2 separate regions of the Ovis aries genome follow, and region 1 is linked to region 2. A link is a contact called in public Hi-C data. All regions are on one chromosome and are shown on one strand. Each heading gives the region's core, a stretch centred on a gene start, on an enhancer-like site or on the middle of the called end of the contact. The rest is flanking DNA. Distances are from core to core; before and after follow the strand shown. Region 1 holds the start of EXT1 (exostosin glycosyltransferase 1). Region 2 overlaps SAMD12 (sterile alpha motif domain containing 12).

Region 1 (5,908 bases), core at 2,454-4,953, 320 kb before region 2:
AGACATTTAATATTCATTTGAGGCCTAGGAGGGTAAAGCAGATATGATTGTTGTATCGGATGGAGGGTGTTTCCCAAATAAATGTACAATTCCAATTTCTTAAGGTAAGATCTCAGGTCCAGCTCCTTTAGAAGAATGAAGGCCATCATGATCTTTCTACGAAATTCAGTGAGACTGCTTTAGACTGAAAGGTTAAGACTTCATCTCGAGTTACTCCACCATAAACCAGACAAAGAAATTCTTCAAAGGCTATGAGCATTTTTTTCTTACAAGCACCCACAGGAATAGGTCAATGTAAATGTCGTGTAAACAAAGCGTTCATTACAAACCACAGTTTGTTTCTTTTGTGAGAAAAATTGAAGCCAGGGCAGCTGCACCCAACATTCACAGGTAACTGCCCCTGAAGCAGGGGACAATTTAGATTCATAATTGACCCTACAGCCTCGGGCTTTGCTTATGCTTGAAGGCAAGAGGTGCTGCGGGTTGGGGAATCCCAGTGTTTGATCCCTTCTCCTTTACTGTCTACATCAAGTACAGAAGGACTTGAACTTCCCTTCCAATCTCTCCGACAAGAGGCCTGAGTGTCTGAGGAAATCCACAGACAACAATCAAACCTTTCATTTCAGGGCCCTTTCCCCACCATGCCCCTCCGTTCCTGTTCCAATCAGTTCTGCGAAGTGTTCCCCCTATTCTGCAATTCATGAATCAACTGCAAAATCCGCCAACCTCTGCCAGTTCCTCTTGTACTAGCGGAGAGGTTCCCCTTGCTTCCTTGGGTAGCACAAGGCTGCTCTGGTTTTTAACTGGCGTAACGTGGAAATGCACCGTAGGAGCTCACTAACTCTTTCAAAGCCAGACAGAAGTTGAGTAACTGGAGCTCCCACCCCATCGACCAGGAAACGGACCCTCCAAGCTCAAGTTAAAGCCCATTGGTGGAAACTAGTTTTGACCCACCCCCCCCCCCCACCCCCCAAGTCCAGTGTCTCAGTTACCATCACTGTGAAGGAAAAGCAAGAGTGAGAAAGGCTACAAAGTCTCCAGCTCAGTTACTTAGCAACTGGACAAAACTTGCTTCACTCCAGAGGGTGAGGAGGCATCTCACCACCCATTCAGAGAGTAACAGTCTCCGATTTACATGCAAATTGATAAAGACAAAAGGGAAGAGGAAATCTAAATTAGCAACTGGAGTTTACAGCAGTAGAGCTGAGGCCCAGATTTACAAACAGCTTTCTCCCAGGGAGGGAGGCAGGATATATACACACCAACAAGCACACATGAATGAGTGCAAGCATGCATGCATGCGTGCGTGCAAGATCACAGGCCCTAACCAGCTTACAGTCTCCCTTCATAAAAGTCAATGCCATCTGGGAGTAGGGAAGAGACAGGCACAGAAAGTTTAGGAGCTAAAATTAGAGCACTTTCACTACTAACACACATTTAGGGTTTACGGAAAGATGACAATTGGAGGGTGGGAGAATCCCAGGGAAAGCAGCTTCCCCTCCCTCCTCCTGAGAACAGCAAATAAAGCATCAATCTTGGGTGGAAGGTCCCTAGATTGGGTGGATTCAGAGCCTCTGGGGTCCCTATAACCTCTCACAAACCCTCTCCTGGCTCCGCCGTTGAAGCGCAGGTTCCAAACTTGGATCAAACCCACACCTTTCATAGAAGACACATCACCCTGAAGGTTTTCCAAGCAAGAGGGAGTCACTGTCACCTACTTGGCCCAAGAAAGTGCTCCAGGCTTTTCTGTTTGCCCGAGGAGCTCCAACTCTGGGTCTTCAGCTCCAAGCCACACACCAGAGAACCAGGCTGCTCGGTCCCAGGCTTGGAGCAAGAGGAAGAGGACCGGAGGGGCTCCCCTGTCCCACCCCCATTCCCCAAGCTCACACCTGGACCCAGGTGGGCAGGACCCAGGTGGGCAGGGCCCGGGGCTAACCCTCTGAGGCCCGTCACTTACTTCTCGTACTCGGTGTTGTCCCGGTCACAGCGAGAATCCTTGTGCTTCTGCCAGTCTTTGCCATGCTTGCAGGTGGTGAGCAGCACTACGTCCTCCCCGTTATGGACGTGATATAAGGCATTCCTGGTGTCTGACCCTATCCCTGTCAGGTACCTCTTCCCCTTGAAGACCAGCATGTACTTCCTGAGAGGAGGGATAGTGTTAAACTTCAAAAACCCCCTCTCCCCTCCTGTCCTGGGATGATCCTTAGAAAAGAGGGGAATAGAAACATCAAAGTTGGGTCGGAAGTTTTCAGTACTGATGCTGGCCTTAGCCAGCATCGCCTGGCCGATGTCAAACCCCACGTCCTCGGTGTAGTCAGGCCAAGTGCCGGAATATAAATTAAAAATTAAATGATTCCTACCGTTGTTCCACAAGTGGAGACTCTGCACTTTGGATCTCAAATTGTGCACATACTGAGGTGACAACTGGTCTCGGTCTAAAGTGTCCAGACTCAGGACAAAGAGGCACGCCTGGCTGGGGTCCGAGGTATAGAACCTGGAGCCCTCGATGGCCGCTAGAATGTTTTGGTAACTTTCAGCGATTTTCTCCCCTTTTTGCTGTGGGTAGACGTAGACTTTGAAGCCGTTTTTCTTGCAAAGGGTGAAATCGAAGCAGGACTCCATGCGGCACTTCTTGCCTTTGTAGATGCTCGAGTTGGCCTCTCGCTTCTGCCGGGGCGAAACGTGCACACTGGAATCCTCGTTTTCCAATTGATCCCAGGGAACGAAGGGGCGCAGAGCGTCCGGGAAGCGGGGCCAGAAATGATCCGGACTCGGGTGGTGCAAGCCATTCCGACCGCTGTGCTCTTCTCTCCGGCTGTGGCTTCTCGATGCCCTAAACTGCAAGCCTCCGAAATAAAACAAAAGGGCGAGACAAGAGCCAGCTGAGAGCAGGATGAAATAGCGTTTTTTGGCCTGCATGTGTCCTGCCTGGGTCAAGAGGATTGTAAATAAACACAAGAATCACCCAAGTTTCCCAATCAACACTTTCAGCTCCAGTCCGCCATCTTCCCGCCCGTAAAGACTTCAAACTCTCCGCTCCCACCTTCTCTGGATGCCTTTCCCCAAGCCGTGGACTGATCCAGCGCATGTGGGCGATTTCTTTAACTTTCTCCCCTTCGGTCTTTCATCTTTGGGTTGCACAATGGACGGGAGAGAGCGGGGCGGAATATCTCGCACCAGGGCGGGCGAGCAGCGGACTGTAATTCTCTTGCATGCAACAAGACCGAGGAAAGAAAGAGAGGGGGGGAGGAAAAAAAGCTCCCAATGCCCAATCAATGGCAAGACGAAGTGATTTCCTTGCCTCTCGGATTCCTCTCGGCAGCGTGGAAAACGAGCCCCTGGAAAGCAACTTCAACTCATCCAGGCTCCCGTGCAGAACACTCCAGTTCCAACAAGTCAGCCGATCCCCGGGTTCAGCCGGCTAGTGCATCTTGCAGCTGGGGCGCCGTAACCTCACAAATCCCTGCATCTCTCTTTATTCCCTTCTGCAGCAGCTCCAAGACTCCGGCAGTGTTTACTCCTGCGCTCGCCGGGCCGGCCCCCGGGACGCGCGACGGCCCGGCTGGAGAAGGCTGGAGGCTGCGGCGGCGGCGCTGGGTGACGGCGGCGGCGCGTCCTCCCCGCGGGCAGTGCCGGCCCCGAGCGGCGCTTCCAAGGCCCCCGCGCGATCGCTGCCGACCGCCGCGTTCGGTCGCCGAATGTTACCCGGTTCTGAATGTTACACTTACACATTCCATTCCCGACACGACAGCGCTGACCTCATCCATCCACGCAGCCCGCGCTGCCATTGGCCGAGCGTCACGTCCGGGGGGGGCGGTGCTTCCGCTGCGCCCATTCATAACCCCCGGCCACCGGCAGAGGCGCCGGCGCGGCGCTGGGGGTGCGGGCGGCGCGGGGACCCCGGGGCGCCTCGGCCAGGCCCCCGCGGCCGGAGCGCGGGGCTGCCCCGAGAGAGTCCGCGGTCCTTCGGCGCGCCGGGATCCGGACCCCGGCCTGGGCCTCACCACCTTGCAGCCGCCGCGCCGGGAAACCAGCGCCTCCCAGAGGCGCCTGCGGGCGCACGGAGGCTGGGGAACCGGGGACCGGCGGGCGCTTCCCCGGCCCGCTGCTCCGGCTGCCCCGGTCGTCCTCGAGAATTCCTACGCCTCGGCTGCTTGCCGGGAACGCCTCCCTGAGCGGGCGGCGAGAAGTGTTCGGGTTCCTGGAGAAGGATGCTAGAAAAGTGGAGCAGTGGGGCGAGCCTTTGGGCTGCAGAAGGAAAAAAAAAAAGACTTCATAGAAAGCGACCGCTGATCAGAAGGATGCCTCTCTCTGCCCACCTTCCACCCTCTGAGGGCCCCAAATTTTCCTTCCTACAAAGCATTTAAACAGGTCCCTTATCCCCTAAATGTGTGCTGTGTCGCTTCAGTCGTGTCCGACTCTTTGCCACCCCCATGGACTGTAACCCGCCGGGCTCCTCTGTATGGGATTCTCCAGGCAAGAATACTGGAGCAGGTTGCCATGCCTTCCTCCAGGGGATCTTCGCAACCCAGGAATCGAACCCATTATCTCCGGCGTCTCCTGCATTGCCCATCTCTTTTTTCTTACCCCCAAGGAACCACCCCAATCCCCGATAATGAAAAGGAAATACTACAACCGAAAGGAATCGTTTCAATTCTTCATGTCTGGCTGTGCACTAAGAGAAGACACCTATCCCAAATCCTCAGTAACTTTCCACGCATCCTTTCCTAGCTTCCCAAAGCCCTTTGTCTATTCTGTAGAAAGCTTCCAAGAGATCCAATCACACCGTGGAAAAAAGAAGGATCTTCTAATAGCCGAGAATAACCCGGTTGATTTAAGCTCCTCCCAGTACCGAAAGTGATGTTACTCTCTTTTGCGGGGGAGGGGGAATGGTTTTTAAGGAGCTGTCTCTGAGGGATAGATGGCTGGTAGAATGGCCAGCTGCAGATGAGACACTTGAGGCAGGAGATGACCTTTTTCACCATTAGTACAAGCTTCCTTCAGCTAGTCCTTCCTTCCTTCCCCTAGCCATAAGCCCCTACCCTCAGGGACACATCACTGGACAAATCAGATAAAGATCCAGAGTCTCTCTAAAGATCCTCCAAGACTGCAAAGATGTGCTTCCAAACAGTGCTTCTGGTCAAAGCCAAGTCCTTGGCCTTACACCTAAATTCTGCTTTACTGGGAGCACCTCCCACCCTCTTCCCCAACCTAAGTCACAGGGGCCTGGCCAAAAGGGACAAACAGTTGCCTAGGGCAGCAAGCTGTTTAGTGATTGTTTATTATGGGAGGGACTGAGAGCTAGGGACAGACACATCCCAGCTTCCCCCAAGGCTGCAAAAAAAAAAAAAACAAAAAACCTCCAGCGGGTGTGGACAAAGGGCATGGTTATAATGAGGCAGGGTGAAATGATCAAGTGGAAAATTTTAGACATTTGTTGTTTCAGATTGGTTTTTAATAAAGGGGTGAAGGGGCCTTGGTAGGATGTTGCTGTACCTTTCTGAAGTCTTGCCCTATCTCTGGCCTGCCAAAGATGAGATAGCTTTTCCAGATTTGACGTGCACCCCCTGCACAATCAGACAGGCCTGGGAGAGAAATGAGGCTTCAGTCATCTTCCAGATGCAATGACAGTGATGCAGATAAATGCAGTGATTGAAACCACATGTGACCAGGGGCCCGCCCCAGCCCGGGTTGCTGAGAGCATCCATGCAAGGCAAGGGCCCTTCTGTTGAGATTAGGCTGGAGATTTTCTCAGCCCAGTGGAATTGAGGCTTTGGGGACTGCAGCTCCTCTACATCCTGATAGTCATCCTGTGTGACCTTAGTGGGAGCAAGTTACAGCCCTTGCTCTTTTGCGTCTCTTTCTGCTTTGACACATTTTTCCCATCTTGCCTAACCGTTGTGGATTC
Region 2 (5,651 bases), core at 2,135-4,634:
CAGGCAAGAATACTTGAGTGGGTTGTCACTTCCTTCTCCAAGGGATCCTCCCAACCCAGGGATAGAACCCATGTCCCCTGCATTGCAGGTGGATTCTTTACTGCTGAGCCATTAGAGGAGCACACCATAAAGGCAACTCTTGGAAGGTTTGGAAAGACTTGGAAGGAATGAAGCAATTTTGTGGTAGCCTCAGGTCTTCAGTAAGCATTCTTCTCTAGGATCAACAGGCTCCTTTTCCAAGTCTGTTTTAAGAATGCTCTAACCAATCTGCCCACATAAGACAAAGAAGTAAACCTCCAGGGCACGCTGCACAGTACAAGTGGCAACTCACAAGTCAGAATCTGCCCATTTCATGCTAGAACTAAGAGGGCTTTATCAGACTAACAATGCTTGGGGCCTCAGGTGACTCAGAGATCTTCTATTAACCCTGTCTCAACGTTTGGATTTATCGTGGGTGGTTTTCCTTCTTCCTTTTAAAGTTTTTGGAGACATTTCCCTCAACACAATGAAGACAGACATAAATTTCAGGATTCTAAGAGGAGAATAGGGTTTTCTTTCTATCATATCAGGGCAGCTCAGTGCCAATAATAGTTTAATAGTTCCTACTGAAGTGAAAGCAGGGAGGCAGTTTGCAATATGCATTGTCCATCTAAGTCCCAGTAAGATGGCATTAAATACTGGGTGTAGGGAAAGACACAGAGAAAATGTGGTATGAAGTGTTGAGCTTCATAATCTTATTATTGTTAACTGTGTTACCTATTCTTATTAACCATAATTGTCAGAAGTTAATCAGATCCAGTAAAGAATTTAGGCCAAGAGGCATTAAATGTTTTATTCAGGGCATGTTACTCAAATTCTGGCAAAGAGTAATCAATGACACTAGGCTTTTACTTCAGTCTATCTTTAACATGCCCCAGGGAATCAGCTGGAATCAAGGAAATCTTTAAACTTGGGCAGAATCAAATGACAAAGACATGGTTTCATCTAAAATAACATTTAGGCTGTTGAACTGAATGTTGCAGCTGCCAAAATTCCAGATCGAAAGAATTGTCCTATGTGAGAAAAACTGAACCATTTTGTGGTTTACAGTTTCATTCATTTTGGGTTGGTTAGCCTGACTAGTACCACCTGGGAAAACTAACACAATGGAATCAGGGAATAATCCTTCAACCTCATCTAACCCCATTAACTTTTCACATTTTTTCCCCCTCAAAATCTGTTTTTCATCCCATCTTTTTCATCCCTCAAGCCCAGCTCACATCTATAGTTACTTGAAGAGTAAAAACCTGTGTATTAGCCTACCAAGCTCCTCTGTCCATGGAATTCTCCAGGCAAGAATAGTGGAATGGATTGCCATGTCCTTTTCCAGAGGATTACATAGTACACAAATATAATTTTGATGATTCCATTAACTTCATGCATTTTGAGTTTTCAAAGTCTTCTGGATTATCAAAGGTGTTTTCCTTAGACCAATCTCAGAAATGAACTGCAGCAGATAAGTTTCTAAATGTCATCTTTCTAGGGATTTTCCCTAAATGAAGCTAAAGGAATTAGGTTAATAGGAGATGTTGTGAATATAGGTGTTTGCATGGAAGAAGATCCAGTACTCCAGAAAACCACAGATACTAAATTCTTTCTCTAAAGGGGCCCAGCTTTCTTCCCACTACGGGCTTGTGTCTCCATTCTGCTAGTGCTGGCCATCTAGTAACTGCTCAGCAAATGTTTATTGAGCAAATTAATGAGCACTAATTTAAAGATAATTAAACAATTATCAGGTAATGAATGATTTGTAAATTAGCAATTTGTAATAAATTACAAATTATTTTGTTAATCAGTGAATAATTAAACTTCAATAGAGAGAACAATAAAATATTCAGGAAGTAAATAAACTGCTAGAATAAAAAAGGAAGATTCCTCTAACAATTAAAGGTCCAAACTAAAGAATATTTGCAACAGAAAATAAATATTATTTTCAAACACTGTTAAGATATAAATGAGCCCTGAAACAAAATTAGATAAATTAGTGAGTAGTGCAATTCACCATGCCATTTTGCATAATAACCTGTTATTAATGAAGATTTCTTAAATATTCAACTGCTAAACACCCGATTTAGAATCTTATGGTTAACACACACTTGAGAGGTTTTCTGTTTAAACTCCACTGTTTTGCAGATGAAGAATTGGAGCCCCATTTCAGTGTATGACCGACCTGAGTTTACTTGGCTAGCACATAGCTGTCTTTCTTTTGGGTCAGTTTTCTCTTCTATCTCTTCTGCCTGCCATTAACTCAATCTTTATTTCTTCACTGCCTACCATGTGCCATTTTGATGGACGGGGTCAGTCTTGTGAATTAAGAGGTAGTGGCTTCCCAATAAATGAGAGTATAATTGTAATTGTTATCCTTTTAAACTATGACGTCTCAAAGATAGGAGCTATAGCATCCATTATCTTCTGAACAGAACCTGGTTTTTCCCTTAGTGGTTCATACAATAATCATTTCTATTGATACTGCTTCCAAGCAGAGAGTAGAATTCATTTCCCAGTCTTCCTTTTTTAATGTACTAAGAAAATCTAACTGAAATGTGCATAGCCAGAGGTGATAAAGAGGGAAAGACACAGACTACAAAAACTTGCAAAAGCAAGCCAGCTAATTTCTTAAATAAAAAGCAGAAAAAAATGACAAGTAGAGTTTTCCAATCAGGAAGCAGGTTTTGCCAATGTGTGATCAGTAGAACATACATTTTTTCCCCATAGTTTCAAGTCCATCTGTCCCTGACATTTTACTAATTATCTCAGAATAGTTTCAGTGTAATTTCCCTTTCTCTACTAGTTCTAGTTAAAGGTAACAATATCTTTTGGTGAATAATACCTTTGGTATTAAAAGATCTTTAACAGCTATGCTTGGGCTACACAGATTAGAGCTCTCGATCTGCTAATAGTTTGCATGCTCTATAGCATATAATAGCATAGAATGTTCTATAATAGCCAAATATGACCCTACACAGGATTTACTTAACAAGGGCAAAATGAGGGGATTAGAAGGCAATGGCACCCCACTCCAGTACTCTTGCCTGGAAAATCCCATGGACGGCGGAGCCTGATAGGCTGCAGTCCCTGGGGTTGCTGAGAGTTGGACACGACTCAGTGACTTCACTTTCACTTTTCACTTTCATGCATTGGAGAAGGAAATGGCAACCCACTCCAGTGCTCTTGCCTGGAGAATCCCAGGGACGGCGGAGCCTGGTGGGCTGCCGTCTATGGGGTCGCACAGAGTAGGACACGACTGAAGCGACTTAGCAGCAGCAGCAGCAGGAAGGTGAAATTAACTTGGACTGGAGCAAAAAAATGTAGTCTTTGGTGTCAGAGTTGAGCACTGCCATCTACTGGCTATGTGGTCTGGGTCATTTTTCTTTTCTTAGTTTTATATTCCTCGTCTGAAAAGAGATTCCCATTAATACTGTATCAACAGGGTTCTGAGGTTAGATGATATGTATGAAATATCCCTTTATAAATTGTAAGTGTGATATGAATAACAGTGGGAAATTTCTTATGAGTAACAAAATCTACACTATTTTGGGGACATCCTCAGAATAGTTAGCTGAACACATTTAAGTCCCAGCTTAGAGAAACAAATAGCCTGCCCTTTATATTCTACTGGGCACTTTCTGTCTGTATCCACCCAGCTGTAACTGCATTCTTTCCTCTGTACTCTACGTTTGTTGAGACTAATCTTTTACCTAAACTTAGTAGGGGGCCTCCCTGGTGGCTCAGAAGGTCAAGAATCTGCCTGCAATGCAGGAGACCCAGGATTGATCCATGGGTTGGGAAGACTCCCTGGAGAAGGGAAAGGCTACCCCCTCCAGTATTCTTGCCTGGAGAATTTCACGGACAGAGGAGCCTGGTGGACTACAGTCCATGGGATCACAAAGAGTTAGACACGACGGAGTGACTAACACTTTTACTTTAAACTTAGTGGGGGCATATTTTGCAAAACCAGAAGTACCTACATCTTGTCCTCCTTTTTCTCTGTGCTCATCTGATCTTCACTGTGAATTTACCACCCTATGGCAGGTTGGAGTTAAGATCCTTCCAAAATGACACCAGCTGTCTCTTCTAGAAATGCTCAGCATCCCCTGAAAGATTTATAAAGGCGGTCACGGTGGCAACATGCAACCTTCTGAAACTCTCATGGTGTATATTTTCCCTGGGAGGAACTGTAATGCCCTCCTGCCTCGTGTTACCTTCTGGGAACCAACCACTGGGGGAAGGACACTGAAAATTTAATGAATTTAAGAAAAGCTGTAAGCTACCCCTTTGGAGCAGCCCTGAGGAAGAAGGAAACTGACAGAAAGAAAAACATTCAAAGAAATTACGCTGTCCTCAAGGGTGATTTCTATAGAGGACAATAACAGCAATTTGGAGATGGAGTATTTTTCTGCTTCCTGTTTACCTCTGGAGCTGATTTCACTTACTGTGCTGGCAACAACCAGGGCTATGATGAAGGAATCTGATTGACTGGATCAGAGGTACCAATGCTAGTGAAAGAAAATGTGACTCCCAACTGCACAACCGAGAGCTACTGACATGGAGATTAACGGCCTTGGGAATGTAGTGTTTTGCAGGCACCTCTGTGAATGTTGGCTGAGCAGGTAAAGAATCTGCCTGCAATGCAGGAGGCACAAGTTCAATCCCTGGGTCTGGAAGATCCCCTGGAGGAGGAAATGGCAGTATTCACTCCAGTATTCTTGCCTGAAAAATCCCATGGACAGAGGAGCCTAGCGGGCTACCATCCATGGGGTCACAGAGTTGGACATGACGGAGCGACAGAGTCAACATCAAGTCATCATCAACTTCTGTGTGAGTATGAGAAAGGAGAATTCAGAATACAACTAAGAATATACGTCAGGCAGAGAGAGAGAAGGGAGGATGAGGTGCTGAAGGAGAAGTGTATGAGAACAATTTATCTGGAAAGTGGAGACACGCACAACATCCAGAGAATGACCACTAACAGCCGAAGAAAATATTCTGCATTCAACAGCTGACATAGAACTGCACTTGCTATATATTTTTAAGTGGAAAACAGAAAATTATTCCACTCTCTAAGGTATAAGGCCATTTCTTATAAATGTGTATGCAGAAACAACAATCTGAAAGGATACACATCAAAATGTACCAGTGATTATTTCTGGATGTTGGAATTAAAGCAGTATTTCACTGAGTTGGTCAAAAAATTGGCTCCGGTTTTTCCATACGATGTTATGGAAGAACTCTAATGAACATTTTGGTGAATCTAATATATACTTTCCTTTTTGTGTACACATTTTTTAAGTTTTCTATATTGTATATACACAAAAAGGAAAAAGGTAATACATGTTTTTTTAAAACTATGACTTCTACATTTCTTTTATAACCATCACTAAGAAAACATATTTGAGCAGAGGAAGGAAGAGGTTAGAATAGGGGTCTGCTGGTTACAGCCTATGTAAATAAAGTTTTATTGGAACACAGTCACCTCATTCATTTACATGCTGCACAGACAGAGTTCAGTACTTGTGAGAAGACCATATAGCCTGAAAAACCAAATGGCCCTACCTGGCCCTTCACAAAAAAAGTTTTCTGACTCCTGGGTCCAAAGAGTTCTTTCCTTGATA

What was found. A called contact is a pair of places that touch in the nucleus more often than the background predicts.
Region 1: a Hi-C map of liver shows a contact between it and region 2, with 4 times the contacts expected there. The contact joins the promoter of EXT1 here to the enhancer-like site in region 2. A contact is called at or near these places in 3 of 16 Hi-C or Micro-C datasets (liver, skin fibroblasts and tail adipose tissue).

Annotation. Positions count from the first base shown.
Region 1 is chr9:59,231,969-59,237,876 of ARS-UI_Ramb_v3.0, reverse strand. EXT1 (exostosin glycosyltransferase 1) reads right to left here and starts at 3,703. Exons shown (of 11, transcript XM_004011769.5): 1 at 1,958-3,703. The coding sequence starts at 2,919.
Region 2 is chr9:58,910,809-58,916,459 of ARS-UI_Ramb_v3.0, reverse strand. All of the region lies in intron 3 of SAMD12 (sterile alpha motif domain containing 12), which reads right to left. Among named protein-coding and RNA genes, the nearest start is that of TRNAG-CCC, 53 kb to the left of the region's middle. Within about 2 kb of position 3,384, at least 4 of the 54 cell types and tissues checked have an H3K27ac peak or open chromatin away from gene starts, as enhancers often do. A contact at or near this core is called in liver, where this site is marked.